5 separate regions of the Mus musculus genome follow, and all the other regions are linked to region 1. Evidence: chromatin contacts called from public HiChIP or PLAC-seq and promoter capture Hi-C data. All regions are on one chromosome and are shown on one strand. Each heading gives the region's core, a stretch centred on a gene start, on an enhancer-like site or on the middle of the called end of the contact. The rest is flanking DNA. Distances are from core to core; before and after follow the strand shown. Region 1 holds the start of Slc37a1 (solute carrier family 37 (glycerol-3-phosphate transporter), member 1). Region 2 overlaps Ndufv3 (NADH:ubiquinone oxidoreductase core subunit V3). Region 3 overlaps Abcg1 (ATP binding cassette subfamily G member 1). Region 4 overlaps Abcg1 (ATP binding cassette subfamily G member 1). Region 5 holds the start of Tff1 (trefoil factor 1).

What was found. Promoter capture Hi-C pulls out the DNA fragments that hold promoters and counts their contacts. HiChIP or PLAC-seq counts read pairs in DNA pulled down with a chosen protein or histone mark.
Region 2: an H3K27ac HiChIP or PLAC-seq map of embryonic stem cells shows a contact between it and region 1, with 12 read pairs. The contact joins the enhancer-like site here to the promoter of Slc37a1 in region 1. A contact is called at or near these places in 2 of 39 promoter capture datasets (cranial neural crest and neural stem cells), 1 of 484 Hi-C or Micro-C datasets (CD8 T cells), 7 of 115 datasets of contacts at active chromatin or transcription factors (effector CD8 T cells, embryonic hindbrain, embryonic stem cells and 2 more) and 3 of 9 other capture datasets (adipose tissue, liver and pancreatic islet).
Region 3: an H3K27ac HiChIP or PLAC-seq map of double positive thymocytes shows a contact between it and region 1, with 3 times the contacts expected there. The contact joins the enhancer-like site here to the promoter of Slc37a1 in region 1. A contact is called at or near these places in 4 of 39 promoter capture datasets (the HPC-7 cell line, hematopoietic stem and progenitor cells, macrophages and 1 more), 7 of 115 datasets of contacts at active chromatin or transcription factors (double positive thymocytes, embryonic stem cells, forebrain and 4 more) and 1 of 9 other capture datasets (pancreatic islet).
Region 4: an H3K4me3 HiChIP or PLAC-seq map of embryonic stem cells shows a contact between it and region 1, with 26 read pairs. The contact joins the enhancer-like site here to the promoter of Slc37a1 in region 1. A contact is called at or near these places in 7 of 39 promoter capture datasets (the HPC-7 cell line, HPC-7-derived erythroid cells, frontonasal cranial neural crest and 4 more), 1 of 15 datasets of contacts at CTCF or cohesin (large pre-B cells), 15 of 484 Hi-C or Micro-C datasets (cerebral cortex, cortical neurons, embryonic stem cells and 4 more), 18 of 115 datasets of contacts at active chromatin or transcription factors (the HPC-7 cell line, acute myeloid leukemia, embryonic hindbrain and 7 more) and 4 of 9 other capture datasets (adipose tissue, embryonic stem cells, liver and 1 more).
Region 5: a contact with region 1 is called in a promoter capture Hi-C map of stem cell-derived epiblast-like cells, with 4 times the contacts expected there. The contact joins the promoter of Tff1 here to the promoter of Slc37a1 in region 1. A contact is called at or near these places in 11 of 39 promoter capture datasets (the 3T3-L1 cell line, 3T3-L1-derived adipocytes, the HPC-7 cell line and 6 more), 1 of 15 datasets of contacts at CTCF or cohesin (large pre-B cells), 4 of 115 datasets of contacts at active chromatin or transcription factors (the HPC-7 cell line, double positive thymocytes, fibro-adipogenic progenitors and 1 more) and 3 of 9 other capture datasets (adipose tissue, liver and pancreatic islet).

The regions. Positions count from the first base shown.
Region 1 is chr17:31,294,253-31,299,415 of GRCm38.p6, reverse strand. It overlaps Slc37a1 (solute carrier family 37 (glycerol-3-phosphate transporter), member 1), which reads right to left and starts at 3,192. Exons shown (of 20, transcript NM_001242427.1): 1 at 2,501-3,192. It overlaps Gm30139 (a long non-coding RNA gene), which reads left to right and starts at 4,555. Exons shown (of 3, transcript XR_001782201.2): 1 at 4,555-5,163.
Region 2 is chr17:31,528,885-31,534,047 of GRCm38.p6, reverse strand. Ndufv3 (NADH:ubiquinone oxidoreductase core subunit V3) reads right to left here. Exons shown (of 4, transcript NM_030087.2): 4 at 2,722-2,938. The coding sequence ends at 2,796. Among named protein-coding and RNA genes, the nearest start is that of Ndufv3, 11 kb to the right of the region's middle. Within about 2 kb of position 2,072, at least 16 of the 459 cell types and tissues checked have an H3K27ac peak or open chromatin away from gene starts, as enhancers often do. A contact at or near this core is called in embryonic stem cells and trophoblast stem cells, where this site is marked.
Region 3 is chr17:31,070,858-31,076,020 of GRCm38.p6, reverse strand. All of the region lies in intron 2 of Abcg1 (ATP binding cassette subfamily G member 1), which reads right to left. Among named protein-coding and RNA genes, the nearest start is that of Abcg1, 16 kb to the right of the region's middle. Within about 2 kb of position 2,015, at least 248 of the 459 cell types and tissues checked have an H3K27ac peak or open chromatin away from gene starts, as enhancers often do. A contact at or near this core is called in the HPC-7 cell line, double positive thymocytes, embryonic stem cells and 6 more, where this site is marked.
Region 4 is chr17:31,111,249-31,116,411 of GRCm38.p6, reverse strand. Abcg1 (ATP binding cassette subfamily G member 1) reads right to left here. Exons shown (of 15, transcript NM_009593.2): 13 at 5,033-5,163; 14 at 3,365-3,483; 15 at 1-2,355. The coding sequence ends at 2,127. Among named protein-coding and RNA genes, the nearest start is that of Tff3, 16 kb to the left of the region's middle. Within about 2 kb of position 2,776, at least 45 of the 459 cell types and tissues checked have an H3K27ac peak or open chromatin away from gene starts, as enhancers often do. A contact at or near this core is called in cerebral cortex and embryonic stem cells, where this site is marked.
Region 5 is chr17:31,162,137-31,167,299 of GRCm38.p6, reverse strand. It overlaps Tff1 (trefoil factor 1), which reads left to right and starts at 2,247. Exons shown (of 3, transcript NM_009362.2): 1 at 2,247-2,373; 2 at 4,493-4,645. The coding sequence starts at 2,280. Gm15318 (predicted gene 15318) reads right to left here. Exons shown (of 6, transcript NR_110503.1): 6 at 4,248-5,163.

The DNA of each region.
Region 1 (5,163 bases), core at 1,943-4,442:
ATCATAGAGGCGTGGAGGCCCTTTTCACCCCAGCCAGGAGAGCTCCACCTTTCCTAGGGTTCCATGGGGTCACTCATTCCTGACCTTACCCAGACCTGCAGTGATGAGCCACTAGCCCATTTGCTCCCTTAACTTCTCCAGCTAAAAGATGACGGCTTAATGGCACCATCAATGTTACATAAAGACATGGTCTCAGGAAGGCCACGGCATAGCAGACAGTTCATCAGTGTGAGTGGTTCTGCAGGTGAGCTTCAGGGAGGGCAGGGTTCCCCGCCCCATATCCTAGCTCAGAACAGAAGCAAAGAAGCCAGGGGGAGTCAGCCTGCTGGCTTAGGCCTATAGTCTCATCACTCAGGAGGCTGAGATAGAAGGACCATTTTGAGTTGGAGGCCAGCCAGGGTTACCTAGTGAGCACCAGGCCAGCCAGAGATATGGCGCAAAGATGCTGCCTCCAGACTAAACCAGAAGTTGTGGGACTTTGGCTCAAACCTCCATATTTAAATGATATCTTTCAAAGAGGGTTTGCTCAAAATGAGTTTGTTGGGCTTGGTCCCTACATGTGTGCTTCGAGTGCACATTTGAAATAATTTTGAGGTTTGATGGTTTTGACTAAAGGATTTGTTTTAAATTGTACAAGGCTTAAAAATAAAAGCCAGGATCCACTTTTTTTCCTCCACTAAAATACTGAAAACTCACCCCCGTGACCAGTGAAATCAATCTATCATACCGCCAGGCAAAACCGCCCAGCAACAGTGCCAGACAGCCTTAAAGAGTTATCAGGGAAAAAAAAAAACCCTCCTGGCTTCTATAAATAATGCTAGCCATTTCACTGAGATGATGATGTAGCTGGATGGGGGTTGGGCATCCATTCTGGAAGGAGTGCACTAGAGGATGGACAGATGTCAACTCTACATTTGGGGTATTGAAAACTCTGCTTAGCAAAGTCCTTTTCTTGCTGGCCTGAACAGCATCTCTAAAACTTGTTCCCTCAAAATTCCAGGTAATAGCTGGGTGTGGTGGTCCACGCCTTTAATCCCCGCACTCGGGAGGCAGAGGCAGGCGGATTTCTGACTTCAAGGCCAGCCTGGTCTACAAAGTGAGCTCCAGGACAGCCAGGGCTATACAGAAAAACCCTGTCTCGAAAAACAACAACAACAAAGCAAAAACAAAACAAAATTTCAGGTCATGAAGGCTACTGACACAGCCTCTCGGAGTCCAAGACATAGCTTTCCCTCTAAGATGGCAGTTCTCAGCCTGTGAGTCTCCGCCTCAACAGGGGTGCATATCAGATATCCTGCAGATCAGATATTTACATTACCTACCATGCATTTCAGTAGCAAAATTACAGCTATGAAGGAGCAATGAAATAACATGAGGAATTGTATTTAAGGGTCACAGCATTAAGAAAGGTTGAGAACCGCCGTTCTAAGAAGAGATGAGGCTAGCCCAGCTAGGTGGGCTTCATACCTAGGCCAATTCCAGGCGTTTCATTTTCCTAGGGGGTGGGAGTGGGGGTGGGGCATGCCTTCTCAGGCACAAGTACACTTCCTCCTGCCTATCCCTGAACGGAAGGGGAGCACGTGGCTCTGCTGACAGGCCTTGGCATCTAGCCCAAGGAAAGTAGTTAAAGTAGTTTTTAAATGTCACCTCTTAGAAACTCCCAGTGAATTTCAGCCCATTAGAGAAAAGGACAGGAAGGCAGTGTGATCATTGGACAGGGAAAGGAGAGCAATTAGGAGTTTTTCCATGGTGAGGCAGCACCCGACCAGGCTCAGGAGCACACAGAGAGCCCAGCCAAGCAAGAGTTGAGGGACGGACAGACACACCCACGATCCTCCCAGCTACCGGGCTCTGAGCTACCCAGAACCCATCAACCCTTCAAGGAGACTCAGGAGTGGGTGGGAGTTAGCAAAAGCAAGAGCAATGCCCCAAGGGGGGTTTTCCAGTCTTTAGCACACAGGCAACATCAAGGCAGCCTAAGGCAACCTGTCAAAATGATGGCACTTTATAAAAGGGCAAACCTGGGAACCAAACTCCCTCCAAAAGCTTCAAGAGTTTTGTTTTAAACCAAGACAAACACTAACTCCTCTAATCGAGCCCTTTCTAAGCGTTTAAAGGCTCCATTGGCCGTGGGAGATAAACAGAAACTGTTATTTTCACTTGTCCTGAGCTTAAATACAAGGAGTCAGAATTCTATCCACCATAGCTCTTAGCCCACTCACAGCAAACAACGCACCCCGGGTGTTCTCCACCGAACCAGACCTGTAACAATACTCCCAGGAACTCAGGGTGCAAACAGGACCCCCAAAAGAGGGAATTCTGTGTAAAGCCGAATAATATATTTACCAACTCGCCCAACTTCACGCAATTTAAGTTCCAGGGCGAGAAGGCAGGTAGGGAGGCAGGCAGGTGCAGAGAGCTCTAAAGACCAGGAAAAAGCACCTTAAGAATTTAAACCAAGAGCAAGGGGAGGGTCTTCCGTTCAAATGCAAATCTTTACCTGCGGGCCACCAAGATCCTTGGGTGGACCCTAAGTGCGCGGAGCTGGGGGACTTTTCCGGTGGTTTAAACCCTTTATTACCGCCCAGACGGTGGCTGTCACTGCGTTGGCCACAGAGCCCGGGCTCCGGGAAGCAGTTCTTTTAGCAAACAAACAACCGGAGCCCAGGGTGCTGGCTGAGAGCTTTCCCAAGGGCTTTGCGAGCCGGCTCCTCCTCCCAGGTCCTACAGCCGCTTGGCCGGGTGGTGAAGGCTACAGGCACGCCCACGTCCCCTACGAGCGGCAGCAGACAAAGCGCTGGGTCTCCGGCAGGCGTCTTCTCACAGCTGTCACTCGCGGCCTGGGGCCGGGAGGGGACCCAGCATCACAGCTAGGCGACCCCAGCCCCCGGGTCTCAGGGAACCTTTTGCTTCCACTTTCCCCGGGAATTCAACGTCACCAGCACCGGATCGCCCCCGCACTGTCTCTCAAGGCCACTCTAGGAGCCCTTACTTCAAAGACGTCCCACTCTAGGAAAAGCGCTTGGTTTGTCCCCGGCTCTCCAGCCACACAGCAGAGGGAGACAAACGGCGGAGAGGCCGAAGCGGGGCCCACGGCAGGTGCGTGGCGGCTGGCAGGTGAGCGCCGCTGGGGAGGGTCCTCCGTTGTCCCCGCGCCTACCTGCGCTCCGCAGCCCGCGTCGCGTGCTTCCTGCCGTCGACTTCCTGGAGCGGCCGCCCTTTCACTTTCCCGGCCCTGTGAACGCCGACCCTGTGCGGCTCCTCCCTCTCCCGCGCGCCCCCTGACCCCGGCCCCGCGCGCGCCCAAGGGATGCTCAGATCGCACACAGCCCGGAGATGCTCAGCTGGAGCATCCTCTAGCTGTTCCTGGGTCCCCACACCTGCCTGTCATGCTCTCCTAGGCCCCGCAGGACGCCGGGCTCTTACTGGCATGGTGCCCAGCAGCCAAACGCTAGCTCCTAGGGGACCTCACCACCACCAGGCTTTTGTCCCCGAGGCGGACCTTACTAATGCCAGCGACATAGACAAGTTCCGAGGTAAAGATTTGCTCCCTCGGAGTCCTGGACTGAGGATGGCCTCTCTCGGCCTACCACATCAAGTGTCAAGAGTCAAGAGCATCCGGTATGCTACAAATGGAGCTGGCACACGCCTGGTACCGCACCTGTGTCAGTGTGATAAATGGCTTGCATGGTTAAGTCCTGAAGGCCAGCCACCCCGGTCATGAGAAGTGCCCTGGCACACAGCTTCCTGGTCAATTCCGGATAATTATCTTTCAAACCCCACACCTCCTGCCAAGAATTGATCCTGGAAAGTCCGGGAAGGGCCTGATTACTTTTCTAAAGGGCATCTGCCTCACGCCTCCACGTGTCGGCCTGGCCTGGCATCCAAAGCCAGTCCTGCCGCTCAGCCCCCTGCCGCAGATCAGCACCTGCCTGGAACAGCAAAACCAGGCAGGAAAACAACTTCCTAGGAACACCCACTGGGTAAAACCGTGCCTAAACCAAAACCAACCCGATGCATGAACAGAGAGAGCCAGGGCGAGGGTGAGGAGTGTTTGGCGGGGGTAACTAGCGCCCTCTTCAGACTGGTTGGTGTACAGGCGGCCCACAGCTTCACTCTCCTCCCCACAGCCCACCCGCGCCACAAGCGCGAACGCAGTCTGCTGAATTGGGGAAGGCCCAGCCATACTTCTATCTACAGGCTTTTGAGAAGTGTTCTGTACCCTACAAGCAAAGTTGACTTCCTGTTTGAGCCACCTGCACCCACATCTCATATAGAAGTGGCCGGGGAACTCTGGCCACTCTACCCTGTTCCTTTGGCTAGATGTTTCCCACCCCACCCCCCTTTTTTTCCTCCCTAACTCTCCATTCCTTGTAGGCAGCAACTCAAGTGGACGCTTACATCTACTCTAGGCGCCTCCTCCCCATGTCACTAGTTCTCAGGCCTGCCATCACCAAGCTTGCTCAAGAGTCCCTTGCCCTTATGCCTGTGTTCCGTGGTTTTGTTTTGTTTTCTGTAGCTGCCCCAAACTACCCCAGCCAAAGTAAAATTTGAGCTCCCCAACTTGATTGACCACTTTTAGAAGGCCTTTCCTTACAACAGAGAACACAGCCTCCCGAGGAAGCTGAGACAGGACCCTGAGGCCAATTGCTCAGCCGAAGAGCCTCAGAAAAACTTCCGGGTTTTTCAGTTCCCAAGAACGAGACTTTCCACATTAGTTAGTTAGGATTTCTTTTCTGAGTCTGTGGTTTTTGAGTGAGCTCAGACTTTGAGAATTGTTGAAATAGAAAGAATTTGAGATATCGTCTCTAGATTCTGTTTAAAAATAACCTAGTGAGGCCAGTTTACCTCCCAGACTCTAGGGGGCGCAGGATCTCTCTCTCTTTCTCTCGTTTTTCATTTTTCAAAACAGGGCTTCTCTGTGTAGCCCTGGGACTCACTCTGTAGACCAGGCTGGCCTCGAGCTCAGAAATCCGCCTGCCTCTGCCTCCCAAGTGCTGGGATTAAAGGCCTGCGCCACCACTGCCCAGCTAGAAAAACCTCGCTTAAGACAGTGAAACAGTTATGGGATTTTTTTTTCTTCCACAAATAAAGAAAAACCAAAATGACAATTTTCGCACAGATACTGGAGTCAGCCAGAAGGAGTCTGATGGCCTGTGTAGA
Region 2 (5,163 bases), core at 823-3,322, 240 kb before region 1:
GGTGTTTGTATTTTGTGGTGTGTGTGTGTGTGTGTGTGTGTGTGTGTGTGTGTTATACGTACTTGTTAGTATAGGTATTTACACGTGTGTGTGTAAGCCCAATGATGCTTATTTAATATGTACGCGCATATAATGTATATGTATGTATGTGGATATGCACATGCCATGGCCATGAATTGAAGTAAGAGGGTAACATGTGCGAATCAGTTCTATCCTATGTGGTGGGCCCTGGGGCTTGAATTCAAGTAATCAGGCTTAGCCGCAAGTGCCTCTCTGTTCACTGGGGCTCTCCCATGTCAGCATGAGCATGAGGTTGGAGAGACCATGGCCTGGACTGGCTTTCAAGATGGTGGTTGAACTATGGCTGTCTTGGGCTTCAACTTCACCACCCACTTCTTGAGCATGGCAGTATCCTGATCATTGCTGGTGCCGGCTTCATCCTTCTTCCATATCCCATTCGGCACCAAGACTAGCAGGAGCTTTAAGTGTCTTTTACTGTGTAAGTCTTCACCCAGAGGGGGGACAGAATCTCAAACCTTCACATGCTCACATGCCCTTTTTTTTTTTTTTTCCGAGACAGGGTCTCTCTGTATAGCCCTGGCTGTCCTGGAACTCACTTTGTAGACCAGGCTGGCCTCGAACTCAGAAATCCGCCTGCCTCTGCCTCCCGTGTGCCACCACCGCCTGGCTTCGTTCACATGCCCTTTCTAGACCCTTTCCACCTCTGCCACACTGCTGCCTACCACCATAGTTGGGGGAAGGGGAGTGAGAATATCAATCAAATTATAGAGTGTTTTTTTTTTTCCACTTTCAACAAAATACAGGAGTGAGTTAAGTTCTCCCAGAGGCCAGAGGTTTGGACTAGCCTCAAATTGTGTCCACAGCTTCTGACAGTCCAAATGCTAGCTAGCTCAGCACCTGGGCACATGCTAAGGCCTTGAGGACCCCTTTCTAGGATTCCCATTATCAATCTCGTGGTGGTCTGTCTTTGCCTCTTTCCCACAGACTGCTTCTTTAATCTGCCCTCTACCATCCTGCGGGTCCCTGCAAGGGTTCCCCATAGACTGTCCCCCTACCCTGCATCCGTCCCACCTCCCTACGTACCCATGAACTCCAGGAAGGTGCAGTGTCCTTATTTGGATGATGCAAGGCCACAGTACTAACAGCCAATTAGGCATTTAAACTAAGGCTCCTGCCACGTCTCTGAGGCGACAATCACTTTCCCTAGCTATTGGGAACCCTTACTCTCCACCCACACACAGCAACATTCTTTTTTTTTTGTTTTTAAAGATTTATTTATTTATTATATGTAAGTACACTGTAGCTGTCTTCAGACACACCAGAAGAGGGAGTCAGATCTTGTTACGGATGGTTGTGAGCCACCATGTGGTTGCTGGAATTTGAACTCTGGACCTTCGGAAGAGCAGTCGGGTGCTCTTACCCACTGAGCCATCTCACCAGCCCAGGAACATTCTTGAGTAAAAGATTTTCCAAATGTACTGACTGATAGTCACCTGACCCTCTGCAAAGTCCCAGGTAGAGTTCAAATGTGTGTCATGTTTGCTAGCCAATAGATTTAAAGGTCAATATGCTTACCCAATAAGCTTGAACTGTAACCTTGCTGATGTAACCTGTGCCCCTAAAAAGTATAAAAACTGTTTGTAATAGCCATTCAGGGTCACCTTCTTGTCACTCGCCTTGAGGGACTGATTGAGGTTGACCCCATGCGCCGGAAAATAAACCTCTTGCTTTTGCATAGATCTGCGTCTTGGTGTCTCATTTGGGGGCATCTCGAAGTGAAGTACCACCGACCGAGGGTGGGGGTCTTACGAGTGTACCTCCTATCCCCAGTTTCTCTCCACACACATTTTTTTTTAAACAAAAACGTGTTTAAACGTCTCAATCATTCGATTTTACCAATTAAGACTCAGGAGCCAGACGCTTAGGTAGCTAGCTCAGAGAGGCAGAGAAAGCACCCAGCTGACCATCTTCCTCTGTCCCAGAAGGCATGTCCCTTTCCCACACCAACTCAAAAAGCCTTTCAAACTGAACGACTTCCTGTGAGTTTCTCTATCTGTCCTCCTGACTTCCTTAGTCTCTATGGTACTTTTCTTACTAATCCTATGCTCACTTCCTGTCAGCTGCTTGTTTGCTCCGCCTCTTGGCCTATGGTTGACTTTATTTATTCCTGCTCCCAGTATTCAAGCAGAAAGCTCTTGGATTAAAGGTGTGTGTTAAGGCTGAGCCACAGCACAACTAAAAGCAGGTTTTCCCAGTAAATCTCAGGGTCCACAGTGTGATCAAATATCCTGCAATTTTTGTGTCATGTTTAAATCAGTGTAACGCCTTCCCCGGCTCACTGGGGCTGTGGCTCAGACCTGGCAGAAACTGCTGCCGACCAGTATGAGGCTGAGTGAGCCCGACTTTGCTTTGTTTCTCTTTTTACGGATCCCTCTGGCTGGCTGTAGACTGGCAAGTTAAGAGGGGTGTGGTACACAGCCGTCCCTAAGTGTGCTCTGAAATAGAACGTTCCCTCTGGCCTTGTTAGGGATGATGAGGTTAAACATCTCCCGGAGCTACGGACTCTAACCTGGAAGAATCTGTGACCACTTCACTGTGGCCACTGGGGGATGCCACAGAACCACGTAGACTATACGAGTAATCAGGGTGTCGCTAAGTCATTCTCTGGGAGGTGCGAGGGGAAATAACCACATAGTGAGCTTTGTGACTCTGCCTTTTATTCTCACAGGCAAGGATTCATGGGAACCAACATCGGGGTCTACCCTGAGCTGAGCTCAGTGCCGAGGTGACTCTCGTCCTGAAGACGGCTGTGGCAGCCTGAATTTGGAGAGGTCCAGGTTCAGGTCCAGGAAGGTGTATGTGTTGTAGTCATGGTGCTGCAGGTTCTTGTAGGTGGTGGTGTCAGTCGGCTCGGGCTCTGTGGAGAAAGGTGACAAGACAGCTGTCAGACACACAAATCTGTCTGGGGCGCTTAGGAAGCAGAAGTCTCCACACTACCAGTTTATAGTGTGTGAGCTTTCTAACTAGCAGACAGGAGACCTTGAGAGCCCTGCATCTTCAAGGGCAATGTAAAAGAGTCACCTGAAGTGCATGCCGAACCTTATGGCTGAGCAGAATCACAAAGCACACGGAGGCAGTGCCATTGTAAAAACGCTAACCTTTCCCGAGATTGTGGCACAGGCCTGCCAGGAGACTCTCTGCTTTTTGTTGTTGTTGTTAATAAGATGGCAGAGTCTAACCTCTCAGATAGGGGACAGGACAAGGCTGCTTCGTTTCTTATACAGGATCGGAGCACCTTGCCCGTCCTTTTTGTATTTTTAAGCCCTGGGTTCACACTGTGCATTTGGAAGGATCTGGAATTACAGATGGACACAGGAGAGAAATCACATTCTTTTGGATGTCTGTCTGTGATAGAAATAAGCATGTGCAGATATGAGAAAAACCTGAGTGTTACAATATTGGTGAAAATGGGCACACAAACCCAGAAAGAGCTGTAGCTTTGCCATTTTAACTTTTTGAAAATTGTTACCTTCCAAACCATAGGAAAAAAAATAGTAATTTCTCCTTTTATCTTAAATGAGAAAAAATTAAATCTATGTACCTAAGTAATTGAAAATCTTAAAACTCAAAGCATGGGACTAAAGCAAAAGGACGGGCTCTTCTGCAACTCAAATGCAACAAGGCAGGAGACAAGCAATGCAGCGTAGCCGCAAGGCAAGTCTGTGCGGATATCTTCCTGGATCCCTGGGAATCGTGAGGCTTCCTGCCTCAGTTCTACTCACACTGCACGACACAGAAACAAACACCCCACCAACTTAAATACATGGTTCGCTATTCCAAATCCAAAAGCTGTTTCTCTTCATTTAATTTCAAGAAAGGAAGGAAGGAAGGAAGGAAGGAAGGAAGGCAGGCAAGCAAGCAGGAAGGACAAAAGGATGGCATCTTCTCTTCCTCGGTGAGCTGACAATCTTCAGTGTGTGGAAGGTATACCTTCAAAGCCACGGAGTACACAGTTATGGCAGGGCCGGTGAAAACTGATGGGAGCTGGGTGGGTTATAAACTCTATCAATAAGAGCCCACCTGTAAGCAAGGAGCTTTGGGCATGGACACTTTGTGAGCCTCAGCTGCCAGCAAAGAGGGCTAGGGATGGAGGGGAGGCAAGTTTTTGTTTCTGCAGTGTTGGAAACTGAGCCCAGGACCTTACTCACTGGTTAAGCCCCATATTAAGCTACATCGGCAGCCCTGTGAGTTAACCTAGAAATCCCCATGCCTGTGCTTCCGTGCTAGGTTTAAGATCTCTAGTTGAGATCAGGTCTGAAAACTGGAACGGGGTCGGAAAGGCAGGTCCCGAGGTCTTAGAAGTCAGGCGTGCACTGGTACATGGTTAACTAGTGAAGGAGGAGAAATGTTAAAGGAAGAAAACATAAATGCTGTAAACATCCCGGAAGAGCGATAGTTAGCACACCATGGTGATGCAAATTAGGTGAGGAGGGGGCGTGGCTGGGAATGACTCGCAGGTGCAGGAAGGCCTCGTTAGCGGCGATGCTGCCATCTTAAGGAGGACTCGGGAACTTCGGATTTTAAATCAAAGAATTCCTGCTTTCTTTTTCTTTTCTTTTTTCTTTTTCTTTTTCTTTTTTGAGACAGGGTTTCTCTATATAGCCCTGGCTGTCCTGGAACTCGCTCTGTAGATCAGGCTAGTCTCGAACTCAGAAATCCACCTGCCTCTGCCTCCCAAGTGCTGGGATTAAAGGTGTGCGCCACCACCGCCCGGCGAGAATTGCTGTTCTTTAGGGAGCTGCTCAGAGAGGTGTCACACATGTGCAAAACCACTTAGTACGATAGGAGTATAGTACCCCTTGAAAAGCCCCTCATTGGAAACTCACAGTAGACGATTATACAGCCCATTGTGCTGGGAAAAGCCCGCAGATGCTGTCCATGGTTACCTGTCTGGTTTGTTATTGTTGTTTTTAAAAAAGATTTATGTATATGAGTACACCATTGCTCTCTTCAGACACACCAGAAGAAGGTATCAGACCCCATTGCAGATGGTTGTGAACTACCATGTGGTTGCTGGGAATTGAACTCTGGAAGATCAGTCAGTGCTTTTAACCACTGAGCCATCTCTCCAGCCTGGTTGCC
Region 3 (5,163 bases), core at 766-3,265, 220 kb after region 1:
AACCATTGTTAAGAGTCAGAGAAGCGAAACTGAAACTATCTTCAGGGTGTAGTTTAATTTATTTTATCCCCCTCCCTTTGAGAAAAGATTACAGAATTTACTGTAAACATTCACAAACCCAAGAATGATGTTCACACAGGACCTGGCCTCAGGTGCCACGGCTGCTGCTCTGCCCAAAGAGCTGCTGTCCCCATTGTGGCTGCCAGTTAGAGCAGTGGGTACCGCTTTCTCGTGTTCGACCATGAAGATCCAGCAACAAGCCAGAAATACAGGGCCTGATAGTCTCACATCCTCCCAAGATGACCTACATTAACCTCTCTCAGGAGGCAGATTCTGAAGTGTAATGTTGCTTACCCAGCTCTGTTTCAATGGTGGAAATTTCCACCCAGCCACTCACAAATGCCGATGCTTCAATATAAATAGTCTCCAAGATGCAAAACTCATCACCCAGTGACCTGAGAGTTCTCAGAGGGCCTCTTGGGGATGACACAGCTATGACCTGTCCCATACAGGGCAGGACCAAGTGCTAAGTGAGACATGTTTATCAATGACTCTGAAATGAAGGTTGATTCCATTCTGATATTCATCACCAGGAAGACACAAGTGTAAGTCTTAGAAAGAAAGGCAGTGGCGAATCTCTGGGAAACACAGTACTGAAGTTGTTAGGGACAGACACTCCTTCCTGGTGGTCCTTACAAGCCATGCTCAGCCACCTGCCCCTAATATGCTGATTAAAGAGACAAAATAATAGTGAAAGGTTGAAAAGAGAGCCTTACTCTATGTAGCCACATCGGAAAGGACAAACAGAGTTCCAGAGAGCCCCCAAGTCCACCTTTGGGGTGCTGACATGAGGCTCAAGTTTAAGTAGAGGGAAGGGTATCTATTAACTAAGTAGTCACAGTCAAATGTCTGCCCATCAAGACCCTTTATTGTCTGGGCTCTGGGCTCCTCTGCAAGGAGGTCTAACAAGTTGTCAGAGCCTGTGACCTCCAGTCCTGGGGGACAAGTTCCTCCTTGGCTTTTTCCTTCTCCCAGGCTGAGATTCCTGGGGAAATTCCAATGTCTTGCAGACTATTATTAAAGTCAGATGGCCAGTACTAGTCTCTCCAGGAAGCTCCTCAGACTACTCAGAATCCTGTGTAGCTCGAGGCTCCAAGCACCAACATCTCCATCCGGCCCTCACAAGATGGAGCTGAGGACACTTCCACAAAAGGGACCGGTGGTAATCACAAATGCACACTTCCTTCTTTTGACAGAGGTTTCTGCCCACTGCCCCCACAAACCCCCCAGGAAACAGAAGAGGTTTCTTAGTGTCAGGTGTCACTGTTACTTCCCACCACCCATCTCTAGCTTGCTTCTATCGTCTCTCTTGCAAAAAAGTGTTAACTCTACAATCACAAAATGAGGTGGAGAATCAAGCAGGAATAAAAAGAAAACAAAACAAACAAACAAACAAAAAAAAAAAACCCTGCAAGCCAGAGAAGTTACCAGCCCCAAGGGGTCTCCTTGCATTGGGCAGGAGCCCCAAAGGTTGAGCAGACCATATGTATGATAGTGCTTAGCACTTCACAGAGTGCCTAAATTAAGCTCAAAGGAGTCATCAGGCCAGCGTCTCAAGAAGGCCCTGGTCCCCAGGGAGGGCATGACAGGACACCTCCTGTTCCGTCCTGTCCTGGGCCTTCCAGTTACCTAAATGAGAGAAAACGAGCTTTTCTTACATCTGTGAGCTCACAGACTTAGCCAGAGATGCTACAAAATGCTCTCCTGGAGTTCAGCTATTATTGTGCAATCTCAGCGGTCCCCAGGATGAAGTGACTCAGTTGGGGCAGGAAAGCCCTCCGGATTCCAGCTGGCTTAGTGGATCCACAGACCCAGTCTTAAAGGAAAAATTCCAGGGTTTGGGAACCCGGCCTGGTCTTTTTCTAGAACTGGTCATAGAGAGAAGGTCTGCCTCTTATGTCTTCCGAAGATCTGAACAGGAAGCAAATAAGATCATTTCCAAGGAGTCACAGACCAGCAGTGTTTCTTGGAAAAGGGTGTGACCTAGGGCTATGAGCTCTTTGACTTTAAACAGCAGTATAGAAGCACCACCCACCCACCCACCCGCACTCGATTAGCACACACACACACAAACACACAAGTCCTATCAAAACTTCAAGGTCATAGCTAGCACACGGAGAAGGCTTCGGCATTCTGGTATCTGCTATGTTACTCCCACTCAGCCACATTCCTCAATTAAGCTTAAATAGGAAACAACCATGTGCATCAATATATTCATCCAGTAATATGTCCTGCTTCATCTGCTTCAGAGTCTTCCTGTTGGAGAAGCTCTCAATTCTGGGTGCCTTTTGGACCTGGAGCGGAGAATGTGACCCGGGGCTTTGCTCTTTATAGGAAGGTGCAGCATCGGGACCTCTTGAGCCCCCTAGAGCAGCAACATCCTCTTAGCAACAGTGCCCGGCGCGCGCGGCCAATCGCGCAGCTCCCCGCTGCCGCCAGCTGGAGGTTACTAGCGAGCATTGACCGATAGTAACCCCGGCGCGGGCGGCAGTGACAGACAGGTACACATTGCGCCTGCGCAACGGCGCACACCTGCCCCGCCCGCACCTGCACACTGGAGGAGGCCGCTCCTTGCTGCATCCCCTTCCAGTCACTGAGAATTCCTAAGAACTCCTGCAGGCAGCCTCTACCGAGCCAGCAGCCAGGGTTACTTGTGAGCAATGGAGCCGGTGTGTCCCAGCAGCCTGTAGGATGCTCACAGAACCACAGAAGGAGGGGAGGGATGCTCTAATTAATAAAAACCCGTTATGGGGCTGTAACTTGGCCAGAGCCTTCAATACCAGGCCATGTAGATGACAGTTGGCTGGAATGAACTATTCTCTCATTCATATTTATGTGTTCTCTGTGTGTGTGTGTGTGTGTGTGTGTGTGTTACTCCATCTTGGAGAATGAGCATAGGTCTTAATGTGCCCAGCAGGCAGTACACAGTTCTGGACTCCAGGTAGAGGTCAAACCTGCCTCCCTCCCCACCTCCACTGACAGTAGGCAAAAAGGTCTTTGTGTGGTACCCACAGTGTCTGTCTCCTGAGCAAGAACTTAACACCGCCCGCCCGCTGGTCTAGGCCTCCTGAAACATTTGGAGGCAGAGAATTGAAGCCCTGGGGTAATGAGACAATGTGGGAAAGGAAACAGCAAACATTAGCTATTTGTAATTGAAAATAAGCATGACTCCCTCCAAAGTGGGAGAAGAGGCATAAGACTGAGACCTCCCACAATCCATGCTGGGATGCCTGGCCCAGGGGCTTCTAGGCCAAGCCACCAGTTGCCACATGACAGATACAGAGCAGAAGATTCATGCTGCTTCTCGACTGGACTCTACCCTTACCAGTAGCAGAGAACCTTCTGGAAGGTACGCCTGCCTCTGCCCTGTGACCCACAAGTGTCACCGTGTCATGCAATCTCCAAGCAAACCTGGGCCCTCATCTCTCTAGCAGCCCAGTCACCTATAAAGGCTGCTCACCCTGATAAACTGGATTGCTGTTTGTCCCTGGTCAGTCTCTTATTCTGTGCGGTTCGTGGGCCCACTTCGAGACTAAGATCGCTTGTTCCACAGAGTTCCAGAAGCAGGAGCTGGACCAACTCAGGAAACTTATCCAAACACTGATTTTCTTAGCTCAGAGGCATTTTCTAAGAACGGATCTTGTGTGTGTGTGAGCACACTCGTGCTGTCCTGGGAGTCTCGGTTCCTAGTGACTGTGGTAATCAAACAGACTGACTTGTGGGAAGGGATAGTGCAGATGGTTGGCCCCCAACATGTGGGAGTTCAGACTAGGGCAAGCCCAAGGCTCCTGTTGGCGCCGAGATCTAGATTCTAAATATAGGTCTCAGCTGGACCTAATCACAGCCTTGATAGGCCTCCTGGCATATCTGACTTTTCACACTGAATGCCATTTGTCCCACTGCACAGAGAGGTATCTAACAACATACAGCTGGCTCAGAGGATAGTGAAACTATGGCGTTGGGTCATGTGGAACCAGCAGCCCCATCAGCCAGCCTTGGAAAAGCCCTTTTACACATTTTATCACAGGAGCAAAGCGCCGGCATCAGACATATTGGATTTGAAGGTAGCATTTCCTAGGCACAACAGGGACTTTTTTTTTTCAGCATTTGTCTCATAAAGAATGTTCCTTGTGACCATCACCTCGACCATATGTGGTGTAGTCTTAACTATTTAATCTGGCCCTTGCGGTTACCTCTTTTCCTTAAAAGAAGCCAATCTGTTGCTGCCAGAACTCAATGGGAGCAGGTGTACGGTTACTAACCACTATTTTCCTGCCAGTCTACAAACAAAAGGAACGGTTTTATGTTCAGCAAACTGTCAGCTGTCGTTATTCCTTGAAGCAGGAGAGTGGGCTTTGGTTTAAAAGGCCTTTCGTCTCAGAAGGTGGAGGTTTCTGGAAGCAAGCCCACTGCTGAGGTGCTAAACGCAAGCAGGCAGGCACCCAGGACACGGGGCAAGCATGGCAAGAATGTCCTTAGGAAATTAAACAGTGACAAGGACACCCGATGGGCAGCGGAGTACAGGCCCGCAAAGCCATCCTGCAGAGGCCAGATGGCTCAAGAACGGGGGGAACTTTGGGAAAGTGACAAGGTCACATAGCCAGATAAAGAAACTGCCAGACAGAGTGTTCAGAAAAACAAGAACCCAGGGGCAGTGGCATCAGGACATCTATCCTATGTCCAGATGTGCCAGCCTGGACCACATAGTGCATTGGAAACTCATGTCTCTGACTCCAGAGCTCAGTTGGAGATAGCCAGCTTGTCATGTGGGGGGACTAATGGGAGAAGGTATGCCCAGCCAGAGGAGGGGAGACAGGAAGGCCTGGATGCTGAGACTAAAAATCTAAATGGCTCTTGGCACTCTCAAGAGTCGTCCCCTGTCAATAGTTCCTCAAATTCTATTTTTAGACTACCAAAGAAGTCCCTTATCACCAAGAGCACTGCTCTCAGGACCCTGCACATCTGCCTACCCATCTGCCCCCAGCAGTCACCAAATACTCGAGAGCAAGAACTGACCTCTAAGTTTACCCAGGCAACGGATGGGTACTGTGGTACTCTTCAAAACACTTAAGCCACAAAATGTCTGCAAGTAGCCCTGGGGCT
Region 4 (5,163 bases), core at 1,527-4,026, 180 kb after region 1:
AGGCAGCATCTCTGGGATTCGGGCTATGTATGGGGAAAGGTAGAACCACACACCATGGCCCCTATGGACAGTGGATAAGGGACAAGGGTGCAGAGTCCCCTAGGATGGCTGTCAGCCTTCCTCGAGTCTGCAGAGCTTGAGCAATGCTGGGTGACCTCTGACCCCTCGCCTGTTCTGGTCAACATCCTTTATCAACTTCCCAGGATACCCTGTCCTGCACCAGCCTGGCAGCTCTTGTATCCTGAGCTCAGACTCCGCCCCGTGGAAGGATCCCACGGCACTCTCACTTACATAGGGTGAGTGACAAGCAGGTCTCAGGGTCTAGGAGAAACCTGGACAGGAAAGAATCCCTCCAGAGGCTGAGGAACCCTTCCAGAGTGAAACATGGACCACCCTGCCTGTGACTGACAGCACACAGCTCTCCGAGGAGACAGAGCCTGCCGGGCATGACCCACCATGTCAAGACATGCGTGCGGACATGGATGGAATGGGTTCTTTGGCACCAACCCCATCAAGTGCCGGACTGAGGTTTGTCCACCCAACACCCATTCTTTTCAGCTCAGACTTCACAGCTAATAGCAGCCAGTTCCTCTCTGGACGCCATGCCTAATTATCTTGAAATTAAATGAAGACCTTTTTGGTGTTTTCTTTTTTAATGAAGACTTTTTTTTTTTATAAAGGCGAATCGTGTCCCTGGTTAAAAGCTGAGTCTAGAAGGCAAGGCCGTGTTTGTATAGAACAAGCAAACCGAAAATTACATCATAATATGCATTTCAATTGTGTGTTCTCTATAAAAAAGATCTAGGAGTGTAAAAAATAAAAAGAATCTCTAAAGAGTTCCAAAGCACATTATCCATGCGGTAAGTAAAATTCGGACCCTTATCATTCTCTACAGATAAGATACGAAAGCATCAAGGCCACAGCCGAGGAATCTCAGGACCTGTCAAGACATGATCTAGTGCAATTACTTACAGGTGGGGAAACTGAGGCTCACAGGGGTTAAACTGACCTACCCTCAAAAATAGAGACTTTTGTAGGAGGCTGACCTTAGATGGTGGTGCTCTGGAAGAGGCGAGCAGCTGCATTTTCTTAACGGGGACATCCATGGCACCTCCCCTTCCACTCAGCCGGCCTGCCCATCCTTGACACCCCACGGCTCCCCTCAAGTTGGAGGGATACACCCGATATGTCCCCAGGCCGGCTTCCCAGGCTCGGTGGAGGTAGTTAATGTGATTCATGAAGAAAGGGGAAATGGGTCTTTAAACATCCACAAGGTGGATCGAGTATTTCTTGGGCAAAATGAAAGTGGCTGGAAAACTAGGAAGAGTTTTAAGCTAAGAAGCACATGAGAAAGGAAGTCTGGGAGGAGCCTGCCAAGTACCCCAGCACTGTCTGCATTGCGTTGCATTGCGTTGCGTTAGTCCCTGCTGCCCCAGCGCAGCTGGTGTGGTGTCTCCCTCACCCGGAGCCTGCATTTGACCTTCTCTGGTTTTATTTGTGAGGCCTCCTTGGTGACTCGGTTGGACTCTTCTGTTTCTAAGCAAAACACATCTTTTACCCTGAATAAGTCCCTCAAGAAGTACTAAAAAGATACAATCTCTCGAAGTGAATGAAATTTATCGACTTTGGCTCGGAAAGTGACTTCATCAGAAATGAGAGGAACTTTAGAAGGCTGAGACCTTAAGAGAAGATGGTCCTCAGGTGGCCTCTGCGCCCGCTAGGTGTGGACCTTCTCCCCAAGATATCCACCTCTCTGGGGACCAACTCGGCTAACACTCCTCATCCGGGGCCAGTGTGTCCTGGACTCCGGGAGGAAGCCACTGTCCCCAGCTGGAGCACAGGATGGCATTCTATGCCAGTTGTATTTTGAATCCCACATCTAAAAAAAAAAAAAAAAAAAAAGAAAAAAAAAACCCAACCGTCCTACATCTTCCTAGTTAGAAAAGGAAACGAACAGTTTCAACCCGGCGGGCAGAGGCGCTCAACACTGGTCATCGTCAGACTTGCGTGGCCTCCAGGTTGGGTTGGGAGAGTCTGTGTCACCAGGAGCAGGTGCGCTGCTACCTCCCAGCAGTGCCCTTGGTCACAATGTCTGCTTTGCCTCGTTGCTGGCTTGGAGGCGGTTTTTACCTCTCAGCCCGGATTTTGTATCTGAGGACGAAATAGGCGATGAGCCGCAGGGAGATGAAGAAGATGCCCAGGACGATGAAATCCAGGTACAGCTTCGCATTCTCCACGTCCAGCTCCCGCAGGATGGCCTCTGACTTCTGGAAGTGGCATGTCTCCGCGATGTCGCAGTGCAGGTCTTCTCGGTCCAAGCCGTAGATGGACAGGATGACCCCCTCAAAGCCGTATCTAGGGAGAGGAGGAGCGCCAGGTGTGAAGGGCAGGCCTGGCTGAAGGTCACTAGGCTGGCTCTCCATGATCAGAGGCCCCTCCCCTGCACCTCTTCCTGACTTTACTATGGCTGCTAGTCCTGAGTCAGCCCTGGACCAGCCTCCTACCTTTGTTCACAATCCTGCTTCTTTCAAGGCCACCAGAGAAAATGCAAACTGGAATGCACCCCGCTTAAGCCACTGGGGCGATAAATAAATAAATAACATATTTGGCTTCCTTCTGAGCCTGCACACCTTTTCATGGTTAGGACCTGTTATGGGTTTGGATATCCTGGCAAGAACACTGGAGCATTTAAATAAAGCCTCTTTGGACCAGCCTTGTTTTGCAGAACAAAAGGAGGGATCTTCAGATGAAAGGCGCTGGTGTCCGGTTTCCCAGGATTGGCAAGCAGACAGGCAGCTGAAACTCTGCACAACTGGCTTTGTGTCTGTCTTGTTCTCCTAAACAATGTAGTGGGGGCTAAGCTGACACTCTTGGAAACACTTGTTCCCAGCGTGGACCTTTGTGACTGCAGCTGAGGGTCGGGGTGAGGACACAGGCCAAGGACTAGGGGCAGACATCGACTGCCCAGAGAATGCCCAGTGTGCAGAGTCACTCAGCAGAGGGGCAGAGACTCTGGTAGACCCTGGACCCAGGTTGTCAAAAAAATCCTTGTTGGAAGGCACTGGGGTGTTTGAGAGAGAGCATGCTGTGCGCCAGGTGCTTGGTTCAGGTTTTATAATCAGGATCTCATTGTGGCACTTTTCCCATAAAATACAGACGCTCCCTTGGGAACACCCAGAATAGGAGGGCATGTCATAGCATCTCCAGGGTATGAGGCTATATGTGCTTGTGTGCACTGGAGAGGCACAAAACTAAGGGAGACATAGAGGAAGATCCTTGGATGCCGATTTAGCTCCATTAATGCTCAGTTCTTGGACCCACCCCCTCCGCCCCCACACCTCTGCCGCTACCGCCCTGAAGGTACCTGACATAGGAGATGTAGGACATCCACTGCAGGTAGGCTGGGATGGTGTCAAAGCTGACAAAGAATCCGGAGAAGAGCAGGACGGGGATGGCTGTCACGGGACCCACAAATGTCGCAACCTGGAGTGAGATGCAGCGGGACATGAAAGGCATTCACTGCAAGGGGGGAGGGCTATCTCACCCACTCAGGTGACCCTGAGGATATCCCAGTGGCTGGAAAGGAAGTGTGTCAAAGGGCTAGAGTCTTCCTGGGCTGGCCAAGATGTCCAAGATGGTGACCAAGAATGTTCCTTGGCGGGGCCAAAAGTTAATCTCCTGAAGAGAGGCCCTGAGACCCCAGCTGAGAAAGGATGCTGAACGAAATCAACGGCATTTCCTGAGGGCAGAGGCCAATATTTTCTGGGAGTGGTCTCTGAGGAGTCTTAGTGAGCAGTTTATAGCTGTACCTGGAGCTGATAATTGGGTAGGGCCACCTCTCTGGGGGATCCCACCTAGAGGCAAATATGAGTCATCAACCTGCTGTGACACCAAATGCCAGAGATGGGTTTTGAGGACCCCATGGGGGCCCATCTAGTGGATCCCTCTTCTGGGGTCCTGCTGTCCCCTGAGAGCTAAGGACAACACCCAGCAGGCTGCAAGTGGCAGCTCCCAAAGGCCAGGCTCTGCAGGAAAGACTCTAAGGTGTGGCTGTGCCATGCTTGTTGTATGTGTGTGTTGTTCATAAATGAGCTAAAGAGCATCCAGTATCTAGTCAGATACATCCTCTGGGGTCCTCTAGGGGGAAGGTCTGAGAAGGTGAGATGGGGGGTGGTGTCAACATTAGGGGATAAAGCCATCTATGGAAAGCATGGTTCTGATGTCTACATGGGACTGGCAAGGGTGCACAGGCCACATTGAGGTGAAAGGTCAACATGGGGTGACAGATACTCTTCCACTGGCCTGATTTGGGATTGGGATGTCCCAGCCTCTTCTCTGGGGTGTTGTCTTTGGCCCTCATGACAATGCTATGAGACAGATACCATACAGATACAGGTTCCACCTCTGAGTGAGGAACCTAGACCCTGGAGAGCTGGAAGCCACTGTTGGGAACACCAGAGATGAACTGGGAAGCAGGTGGTACCCAGGAGCCCTTGGAACGTGGCATGGGACCTCAAGAGCCTCCAATGGCTATGGTTTGTAAGGGCAGGGGAGGCAATTTGGGGACTGGAGATGAGGCCAGGCTCAAAGACACAGAGAAGAGCTATGTGAGGCTCTGGGTGAGATGAAAAGTGGGTATCCACCACTGGTATGCCAAAGGGTGGCTAAGCAAACCTACTGAGGCAAGGCTAGAGGTGTGGAGAGCTTGGTCTCTGTGCCAGCTGTGTGATGCCAACAAGTCAAGGTCCTTAGTCTTCCCTACCTGTAAAATGGGTGTGCTTGGTATAATATGAGCTGACATTTAGAATTCATGTCTGGGTGTGTGCAGTGTGTAGTCACAGCCACCCTGAAAGCCCCTACTGCAAGAAGGCCATACTGATTGTTGAAGATAATGCTAATTCGTTCCTGTGAGAACACCCTAGAAGTTAGACACCTATGAGTTAACAACAGGGTTAAGTGTTCACTGAGCCCCATAGTTAGACGGAGGAGACAGAGAGAAGCCCAGCGCTGCTCAGCACTTCCTCGGCTGTACCTGCAGGGATGTGGATGCAGCTCCAATCAGTAGGCCTAAGGACTGGGCCACCAGCGATGTCATGGTACCCAGAGCAGCGAACAGCACAAAACGCACAGCGTCCGACGGCTGGGACGTCATCCAGTATACGA
Region 5 (5,163 bases), core at 998-3,497, 130 kb after region 1:
GAGCAGCTTCAGCCACTCCACTGCCTACCCCAAGGGCAAAGCCAGAGGCTCAGGGATCCATCTCCTCAGCTTTTCTCAAAAGAAGTCAGACTTGAAAAAAGGAGCCAGGTATCTATGCAGAAGGTGGTTCACTGGGCACCCCTCCAGATCCACCCCAGCGAACGGCACTGGCTCTTGTGGGCCTCTGAAGACTTGATTTGTTATTTTCTTCAGCAAATCACAGCCCGGCAGGACTAAGGAGGGTTTCTGTATCCCTCCAATGTCTCCATTTCCTCCTTCCTCTGTGAGCAGTGTGCTGAGGCTGGGCCCTTTCCTTCCCATCTGTGTTTGCATGCATTTGGTCTGGGAGCTGTTCTGGCGTGGCCAGTATTTGACATGTTAGAGCATCCAGTCTTAGGTGAACTCTTCATTTGACCATGTTCCAAATATGTCTCCTTGTGGTCCGTTCCTTTCCCATCTATTTTAGGGACTCGCTCAATACTTTCTGCATGCAGAGAGGCCCCTACTATACACAAAAGTGACATTCCATATACTTCAAGCCTTTCCCCTTTCTTTTGTTAATGTGCCCTTAGGAGCCTCCTCGCCTCTTCCTCATCTTCCCCTCTCCCTATCACAAGCAGCTAGCGGAACTCTTCTTGTTTCTCCATGTGTGTGGATGTTTATCTGAGGTCGACACAAATCGTGAGCCAGTTGAACTGGTGGGCTGTGCTCCTTATGGCTTAGCCTCCACAAGCCTCTTCTCCTATTTCTCCCACTGTTACATTGTTTCCACTCTGCTTTCCATGTTAGCACTGTGAACCAAGGACGCTTCACATCCCTGTGTGTGACGAACTCAGCCTTCTCTGTGAAAGGCCCCCAGTTCTGCCTGTCAGGCCCTCTCCTATGATCCTGCTTAAGCAGGAGCTGAGGGGAAGAGAGGGTGATGCTTCTACTCTGATCCACGTCCTGGAGGGCCTCTGGGGTTTACTTAGGTTCTCTTCCAGGCTCGCATGCAGGACCCTTAATCTATCACTAAGGAAAAGCACTTCTGCTGTAGCTCATTAATCATTCATTCATTCATTCCATCCATCCATTCATTCATTCATTCAGGTGTTCACAACTACTGCTGACACCCATTGAAGCTGTGTGGTCTTGGAGCTGGGCCACTCCCAAAATGAAACAAAGTCTCTGCTCTCAAGAAACTTGCAGTCTAGGTGAGGGTTACAAACAATGAGCAGATACAACAGAGTGGCTGCTTGGGCTATATCATGAGATCAATAATGAAGGCAGAGGTGGAGAGTGAGTCAGAGGCTAGGTGCAGGGCATCCTCTCAGAGACTATGACCCAGGAGGCAGAATGCCTTTGGGGGGCATGGAGGCAGAGGACAGGGAACAGCAGGTGCCAGGCAGGGTGAGCCCATTGTGTCTGTTTTCCGCTCAGCTCTACCTGATTGGCTTTCCTTCCCTTTTTCTTTTACTTTTCTAAAAGGACCCCACTGCAAATAGGGAATAGTCTATGGCCACAGCACCCAGAATGTCCCTGGTCTCATCTCAAATAGAAAAATAAAGAAGGAATCGCTTAGGTGAGCTGGTCAAGATGCACGTACAGACATCAGTGAGGACTCTGAGCTCTTGCAGGTTTTCAGGGCCCAAGCTGTCAGTGGGGCAGACTCCCGTTGAGTATATTTCCTCAGTAAGGGACCAAAGAGCAACTTGGTCATATAGGCATGTGTAAGGATGAAGCAAATGATGCAAAGATGCACCCTACAGGTTCATTCCAGCAGAGGAGAGGAGCAGGCCATCAGGGAACCCATTATGTGTCCCTGTCATCTTGTCCAGCCACACACTTCCCACCACCGGGTAACCCAGATCCTCCAAGTCGATGACATTATACACTTTGGAAGCATAGGGCCTGCAAATGGGGGCTCACCAGCTTCAGATCACTCGCTGAACACTGCTGATGCAACAGGCCCTGTCTGTGGTCTCTCGCTATGAATCAGCTCTGTCTGAGCAGGCAGTGTAAGCCCAGCTGGAGGGTTTTTCTAATACCACTCGGGACTGGATGAAGGTCATGTCAAGGGAGGTACTCAGGTTGCCTAGTGTATCTTACGAGAGGGACTAGCCTTCCCTATCAGTGCACTCTCAGCCTGTGACTGCATCTCAGAAACACCTTGTAATCTTACCCAGCATGGACCCTCCTTTGGCAAATGCTCGCTCACTCTAAGCAAATAGACCGGTGGTATAAAGTCAAGAACGTGGTGCAAGCTCATCCATCACTCGTGGTCTTCCCGTGAAGCTGCCATGGAGCACAAGGTGATCTGTGTCCTCGCTGTGGTCCTCATGCTGGCCTTCGGCAGCCTTGCCCAGGCCCAGGCCCAGGCCCAGGCCCAGGAAGGTAAGACAAGACCTCTTGTTTCCCACTGACCATGGCTGACAGACGCTGGGTCCCAGAGCCTATTGTGATCGGGTACTTAGTTCTAGCCTTTCCCTATGCAGCCAATGGTCTGGGCTCTTGAAGGCTGTTACCATTTACAAGAACACAAGAACTGGGATAGATGGAGCAGCGGGCAGGGCCCTAGGACCTATGAGGATGCAGGGAGAATGAAGCTTCTTCAGCTGGGCTCCCCTTTGTTGATGTGAACTGATCTTATACTGATCTTAGAGCCTCATCTCCAAACGTGACTTTCAGCCCACCGCTCCCGGGCAGGCAGCCCTGCCCAAGTACTTGTGCTGGGACTGGGCCTTCAAGAGATCCTTCCAGATCCTGGGCCCTTGGACCCTTAGGATGCACCCAGGTCTGGGAGCCAAACCCCTCCTGGACCCCTGTGTTATCTCCCTAGCCTTCATCCCTCCTTGGAGTGGAAGGCCATGTGACCTAGGACCTTTGCCGGTAGGATGGGGACAGCTTCTGCCCTCGTGGGTATCAGTGGCTTGTGGCAGCGGCTGTGTGTAAGCTGAGCTTTGCCCGGCTGTGAAGAGCTTCGTTCTCAGACACAGTGCTAAGGAAGAGGGAACAGGGAAGTTTCCAGGCTGAGGAGCATTAGAGAAGAGTGAAGAATGCTCTGCTTACCCTTTTCCAGCATCACTGATGTCCCTTGAGTGGGAGGAGGTAGTTGGGAGAGTGGGGAGGAGAAAGGGACCTTATAACTGCCTAGGCCCCTCTGCACCAGTCTGTGACAGAGGACAAGGAGCCAGCCAGGGGACTCTGAGGGAGAAGTAAATGGCTTTGGAGTAGAAGGTGAAGGGAGGGGGGTGCATTCAACAGCTGCTCCGTGCTCTCTCCAGGCCCCCACCCATACCCCAGTACCAGCCACCATGCTTTCCTCTGCCCCATTTCCTGGACCAGGGCTCAACACCTGTTTCTGGGTCACATGGTGACCTTGTTTCCATAGAGGTCTATCTGTAGATACGTAGACATATCCTATAGGATATGGTGGCTGCCTGCACCTCTCCTGAAGGGAGCTTGCTTTCAGTAACTTCCTCAGATGACCACACAGGTGCAGGCAGGACAGCCATCTTTAAGTCCTGCTGGGAAAGGGAGCTGGAAGCCACAGGGGAACAGCAACATCCCTTCTTCTTCTGGCTACTGATTCTCCACGGCCTAAAGGGCTCCTTGTGACCCCTTATTGTCCTGTGCTGTGGCCAGTGCTCATCTTAGCTTTATATTAGAGGCCAGCACCCCCGCCCCACAGGTCACCAGCAAGTAGATGACAGGTCCCGATCTTATCTTGAAAGATAAGAGTCCGTTCTTCAAGAATGTTTCAGGAGATCCTCACGCTAGGAAAGAGTCCTAGAGGCAACCCCTGATGAATGCCCCCAGGCTTCTGGACCCTGATACGTTCTTGGGACACCTACTGTAAATGCTCAGCCTTCTCTACAGGGACCTTTCCCCTCCCTTTCAGTCTTGACGTCCTCAGCCCATCTCGAGGGCTCCCGCCAGCCCCAAGCATAAGCCCCACACATTGGGATGGTTGTACTGTGTGGCTCACGTCCTTCATGGGTCTGTTAGCCTCTGAATTCAGGTGCAGGGGTGGAGTCAAGCCTGAAGGTCTGGCAAGGTGTTGCCTTTTCGTTGGCTGGCTGTCATATTGGAAACAAAGATACATCCTCAGATGTATCCTGCTCACCAGCTTCCCGGAAGAAAAGGAAGGGGGATGTAAGACCTCTGTTTTCGCCTCCCTATTCTGTCACTGGGCACAGTGTCCTTGGCTTTTGCCAAGTCAGTACCTCCACCTAGCCAGCACACATATTGCTCAGTAAGTACTTATTAGGTGAGCAGAGTTTACTGAGTGCAGAAGTACAACAATGAGCAAACAGTACATCACCTAACAAATGCAGCTGAGGAAGCGGTGGCCCTGGAACTGTCCCAGCGCCAGGCTTGCCGCATCTACAGATGAGGACTGTATCCCCTTGCATATTCAAACCTGGCTTCCCCACAGGCGGCGTCCTGTTTCCTCATAGAAGGAAGCAGTGTGACAGCCCATGACTCACCCTGCTTTTTGTCCTCACTTTAGAAACATGTATCATGGCCCCCCGGGAGAGGATAAATTGTGGCTTCCCCGGTGTCACCGCCCAGCAGTGCACGGAGAGAGGTTGCTGTTTTGATGACAGTGTCCGGGGATTCCCGTGGTGCTTCCACCCCATGGCCATCGAGAACACTCAAGAAGGTACAGTCATCTCTCAGCACAGTAGGGGATAAGGAGTTAGTAGGGAGAATGGCATGAGACTGTGGGGCCAGTCCGTATCTCTGGTTGGTCTTTCCCTGTCCCTGGATTCCTGTGACATAGCTGAATCCAGGTCTTGGGGGGTGAAGGGTCAAGGCTAAAAGTCTGGCAAAGAAAGGGCTCATTTTTGCTTGGCCATTCCTTGGGAATGCTCACTGGAGCAGTGAGGGGTTGGCAAAGGAAATGTCAAGGCAGCCTCTCTGTGTGCAGTGTGTACGTGGTTGTGGTTGTGTGCATGCTTGATGTGTGGAGGCCAGATGTCAACACCATGTCTCATCACTCAGGAGCCACTCTTTTTTTGAGTCACCCACCAGGATGAATAGATAGGCTGGCTGGCCAGCAAATTTCAAGAGGCCCTCCTGCCTTCATCTCCACAGTACAGCTTCTTGTGTGGAGCCGGGGACTGAACACAGGTCCTCTAAGCTTGCAAGGCGGGCACTTTGCCAACGGAGCCATTCCCT